2 separate regions of the Oryctolagus cuniculus genome follow, and region 1 is linked to region 2. A link is a contact called in public Micro-C data. All regions are on one chromosome and are shown on one strand. The core of a region is the stretch at or near the end of the contact, and the rest is flanking DNA. Distances in the headings are between cores, read along the strand shown. Region 1 has its middle 160 kb from the start of NCKAP5. Region 2 holds the start of MGAT5 (alpha-1,6-mannosylglycoprotein 6-beta-N-acetylglucosaminyltransferase).

Region 1 (2,700 bases), core at 140-2,639, 200 kb before region 2:
GCCCTGCCCTTTGATGTTTGGAAGGCTGGACTGGCAGAGACCAAAATCTAGGAGATACTCCTCCCCATAGATGGTCACACCCAGACCTGCCCATCCAAAGGGTGGAGCAGAGGGAGCTCCCCGCCAGGCGCTAGCCTTGCTGTCTACTTCCCATTGCTTCACCAGCCCAAGTGCTCGGCCATCAGGACTGAATTTGTGCTTCTCCCTTGGACCAATGTTTGCCTTCTTCATGTTAACTTTTTGCCCTTTTGTTTGTTTGCTTCCTTGTTGGGCAGGTCTCAGCTTGCCTATCAACCCTTCAGAGAGACTTCCCAGGGCTCCTTATCCAATTTCTCTCCCTCTACTCCCATCCCCTGGGCACTTGCCATTATTTCTTTCTCTTTCATCATTGTCTTAGAACTTATCGCCCTTTGAGATCACTGGATTTGCCCACAGTGTAGGTGAGCTTTTTATAAATGCCTTTACTGCCATGGGAGTTCCTGGAAGGCTGGGCATCCTTTCCCGTGGGCACATTCGTGGAAACGCACGTTCACATCCATCAGCATCCACGGAATGAGTGAGTGAGTTCCCTGCCTCACTGAGCCGTCTCTTAGTCCACTGCTCTACCCTTTCCCCCTACCCCCTTTTTCCACCAGACTCCTGACTCTGGCTGTAATAGTTTCCCTTAGATGATAATGGAGAGGAAGGTTTTAGGCTCCTCCCTTGTTTGGGGTGGATACCGTTTATCAGGTTGAAGTAACCTAGCCTGCTAAGGAATCATGGAAGACAACCAACCTTTCTCCAGCTAAAACGTGGCACTAATGTATCATTTTGTAGACATCTCCTTCACATCCAAGGAGTCTTCTGGTCACCCAGTTTGGAAAGGGGGAGAGAAAGCCCCACACGCAGCACTACCTGACAGGTATCTGGAGGTGCTATATGAGAGCCCAACGTGGAATATCCCCAGGGAACTGCAAAAGAGGAGAATGAGATTACCTTAGGGAGGTAAATAGAAAACTGGCAGGCCTGGGCCCAGGGCTGCATGCTTGGGCAAATCCCAGATGGAGGCACTACCCTATCTAAAGGAAGAATCTCTCCCTCAACAAAGGAGTTGGCAGGACCTGGAATTAGAGTAAATGTTTGTTTAGCTTCATTACTTGCCCAACCTCTTGCTTAGAGATTTCCTTGCATTGCCTCCTGCAATCCTTACAATAGCGCCTTTCTTTGCTATGATTGGTTTTATCAGAACATGTCTTTTGTTTCTCACCATTCTTTTGCTGAGTCAGAGCCTAACTCTGAGAGAAACAATCAACACTGGTTGATTGATTAAGTCTTCTACCCTGGAGTTTTCATCCCTTCTGAAACTATTCTCTAATCTTCTACTAGTGATGGCACAAAGACATAAGCCTCAGCTATTCTCGCTCATTGCCCAAAAGATGGATAAACATTGGAATCTATTCCTTGCCCTTGAATCTGAATTGGGTCTCACATCCTATTGCCTTCATACTCCACCCACCAAGGCCACCTGAAAGACCAGTTCCAGGAATTCCCCTCCGCCTGCTACCCGCTACCTCACCCCTTTCCCTAGCCCTCCTAAGATATAAAAAGGCCCTGAGGGTCGGGGGCTCCTGCTAGTGTTTCCTCATGTGCACACTGGCAGCTGGTCACCCACCACTATGAATTTATTTTCTCTGAATAAATTCAGTCTGGCTATAAATTCGTACACTGCCTCCTCTCTATTCTGCACCTCTTTTTCTAAATTTATGGTGCCCCATGTGAGGAGCTACCAATCTGCAACTCTTTTTGTAACAACTAGAATACTTCAAAATGTCTGTGGGAAATCAAATTTGAAAAAAAGTTTTGGTGCAGAAACTTTGAAATCCATGCATACACTGGTGCCAGGAAAGAGGCCGAGTGTGAAGCCAAAGGCAGGTGAGGTTTACTCAGAATAAAGCCTGGGAGGGGCTCGCTCCCAGGTGAACGCAGGGCAGACAGTTGCCAGCGCACACACAGCAGAGAGCACCTTCCCTGACAGACTAACGGTTTAGTACAAAGCAGCGGGAAGGGGCTTAGGGGACTAAAGCTGGGCTGTCGAGATAGAGGGAAAGCTTGGGCTGGTTCTAAATGTCCTGAGAGGGCCGGCGCTGCAGCTCACTAGGCTAATCCTCCACCTAGTGGCGCCGGCACACTGGGTTCTAGTCCTGGTTGGGGCGCCAGATTCTTTCCCGGTTGCCCCTCTTCCAGGCCAGCTCTCTGCTGTGGCCAGGGAGTGCAGTGGAGGATGGCCCAAGTGCTTGGGTCCTGCATCCCATGGGAGACCAGGAGAAGCACCTGGCTCCTGCCTTCAGATCGGCGCGGTGCGCCGGCCTCAGCGGCCATTGGAGGGTGAACCAATGGCAAAAGGAAGACAGAGACTCTCTGTCTCTCTCTCACTATCCACTCTGCCTGTCAAAAAATAAAAATAAAATAAAAAGGTCCTGAGAGATTGCAGTGTGAGCTGGGAGGGGTCTGGGACGAGGCTAAGGCTGGATTCAGGGGCTGAGCTGCTGAGCTGGGGGAGAGAGCTTGGGAGGAATGGGGAGAGCTCAGGCTGATGGCTGGACTCTTCAGATAGTGCTGTGTCCAGCAGTCCAGGCAGGGTGGGGCTATATTAGCAGGGCAGAGAAATGGGGGCCTGCTTGTTGTATGTAGGTGAGAGGTCAATGTAAATTTAAGAGTTTT
Region 2 (2,700 bases), core at 186-2,685:
GCCACCAGATGTCACCATTCTTCTGTTTCCCTCCCGGCGCCTGAAGCGAGCTTGAGACATTTTCTTCCAAGGGACTGAGAGAAATACGTGCCTTGAAATATTCCTGGGATTTCACCCAATGGCCTCAGGAGGAGGAATCCTCTCGTCTCTGCAGATTTGCTTGTGGGTTTGGCCCCACCTGGACAGTTCCCGAGAGCTGAGTCCTCCAGGCTCAGGTCCTTGGAGGCGCTTTTGATCAGAAAGTGTCAGAGCCACTTCTTTGAGGCTGAAGTTAAATGCAAGACTTCCCTGAATCTCCTTAGCCATCAGTGTGTTCTTGGGAGCTCATTTACAATGAGAGAGAGAGAGAGAAAGAGAGAGAGAGAGAGAGAGAGACTAAGTCATTTCTAAGGTCTAAAAACTCCCTCGCTCCTCTGTTATTACATGCTTTTGCAGGAGTGAGTGAGCATCAGGGTGGCGTGATCGAAATCTCAGAATGAAGACCCCCCAGAGGACAGTAAATGAAGGTGGTGAGATCCAGGGAAACCTGGACATAAACCCTTATGTTGTGACTGGAGGTAAGACTGGTTACAGCATGCCAGGAGCTTGCTGGGGCTACCGCCCTTGCTATTTCCACCCTTGGGTAAGGCACCAGCCCACTCTCCCTGTAGACAGGTGTTACTTAACAGGGATCTATAATGCTTACCAATGTAAATGTATGGCATCGCCCTGGACTTGGTTGGATTTAATATTTCATGTCTGTCAATGTTCTTTGTAGTGCCTTTAGGGCATGAGATGTGTTTTTATTTCTTTTTGAGCTTCAAACAATGTAAGCGTTCAGCTAGCAAGTCCAGAGGGTTCATGAAACCTGGAGTTGAGGGAGGGACAGAGAAAGACAAACGGGATTTATTCACTGGACGCCTACTATGTGCTACGTCTTGCTGAATACTTTAATACTTTTCATTTTCGCAGTAACCTCAAGAAGCAGCATTTATTACACCCATACTTAGAAACTGAATTAACATGGGTAAATGGCTTGCTCAAGGTCACAAAAACCAAGTAGCAGGAACTCGCATGGTTTTATATAACCCGTACTACACAGGAGGTGCACTGAGCCTCGGGGCGTTGCTCGCACCCCTCGATGGCTGAGCCCACAGTCTCACTGGGCTTCCCTGGTGGGAAGCCTCGGGTCCCAGGAGGCTTGGACTGCGCCGCTCTGGAGGATGCATGGTCACAGCAGCACTTGCACTTCCCAGGACCTTGCTGGAATGCTGGGTTCGGCCGCGATCGGACTGTCTAGCTCGCTGGCGTCTCCCCTTGGGCTGCAGAATCGGGAGGCTGAAGGTACTCGGCGACAGGGTTGAGAGTTTGCAGACGGCCCCTGAGAAGCTGGCGCGCTCCGAATTGGCTGAGCGCTCTGCCGGGGAGGGCGGGGAGTTTGCCCAACGTCCCTGGCCGGAATCCCTGCCTCCGAGAGCTGCGAGCTCAGAAGCCAGAGAAGTTGGAGAGGTCGAGTAGGGGAGGCTTGGGAGAAATTGCGGACAGAATCCCCCCAGCCCTAGTCCTCAGAGCCCCGGAGGAGCTACCGCGCGGCGCCCGGGCCGAGTGTGGACGCGCTGCGCGCGGCCCCGCCAGGGCTGGGAGTTTGCAGACCGTCCCTGCCGCGGCCCGCTCCGCGGCGGCCCTGCGGCTCCCGCGGCGGCGGCGGCGGCCCCGGGCGCGATCCAGCCCAGGTAGCCGCGCCGCAGGCTCGGGGCCCCGCGACCCCGCGCCCCGCCGCGCCTCCGGCCCCGCGGGCACGGCGGCCGGCGGGCGCTCGTGGCTGCTGCTGCTGCTGCCGCCCAGCGAGGAGGTAAGAGCTGCTGGATCGGGGCGATCGCGTCGGAGGCTCTCCATCCCGGCCGGGAGATGCACGCAGAGGGGACCGCGGGGGACGCGGGCGGGCGGACAGAGCCCGCACCCCGGGCTGCGCGGCCGAGAGCTTCCGCCCACCACCCCTCCGCCGTCTGCGTATGTGCCCTGGCCGCGGCCGCCCTGAAGGACCCGGGAGTGCAGCCGAGGGTGCATCTCGGGGCGCCCACCTGCCTGGGGCAGCCCATCCCGAAGGGAGGCTGGAGTCCCCCCCAGGCCCTATGACTAGGGCGCTTCTGGGCTTTTCAAGGGGGCTGTCCAGAGGCGGCTCCGGCTGAGCCAGCTGGATGCGAGCGGCCGGAGGTGGCAGGTGGGCTTTGGGGTCCTGGAGGAGCGGGTTGGGGTCACGTTGCTGGCGGCCCGGTCGGAGGAGGGGGTCCCCGGGACCTGCGTGCGCAAGGCGGGCTGGGCCCTGGGCCAGTGGGAAGAAGAAGAAAGGCTGGCTGCGGTGCCCCGGAGAGGAGAGATGCGGCGGGCGGGTGCTGCGGGCCGGGGAATCGCCGAGGTCCCGGGGCGCCCCCGGCCCCTCTGCGACTGCCCTCGGGATCGCTACCCCGCGGGCGCGTGAGACAAGGCTGCGGGAGCGCAGAGCCCACACCCGCGCACATACTCCGGGAGAGCATGCTCAGTGCGGCCTTTCAACTTCCTGCCGAGTCGCCAGCCGCCCCGGCCCCCGCCTGGCCCCGCTGCTCGCAAAGTTGGGGGTGGGGGTGCGCGGGTGACGGGCGCTGCGCCCGCTGGTCGCCGCTCGGCGCCTCCGGCCCCTGCCCTGCCTTTGCCTGGTCTGAGCGCTCTCCCCGCTGCCGCCCC

What was found. Hi-C and Micro-C count contacts between places; a contact is called where the count stands out from the background.
Region 1: a Micro-C map of ear pinna shows a contact between it and region 2, with 2.2 times the contacts expected there. The contact joins the enhancer-like site here to the promoter of MGAT5 in region 2. A contact is called at or near these places in 2 of 6 Hi-C or Micro-C datasets (ear pinna and an unstated tissue).

The regions. Positions count from the first base shown.
Region 1 is chr3:109,691,045-109,693,744 of mOryCun1.1, reverse strand. No RefSeq gene overlaps it. Among named protein-coding and RNA genes, the nearest start is that of NCKAP5, 160 kb to the left of the region's middle. Within about 2 kb of position 1,389, at least 1 of the 8 cell types and tissues checked has an H3K27ac peak or open chromatin away from gene starts, as enhancers often do. A contact at or near this core is called in ear pinna, where this site is marked.
Region 2 is chr3:109,494,997-109,497,696 of mOryCun1.1, reverse strand. MGAT5 (alpha-1,6-mannosylglycoprotein 6-beta-N-acetylglucosaminyltransferase) reads left to right here and starts at 1,435. Exons shown (of 17, transcript XM_051849614.2): 1 at 1,435-1,831.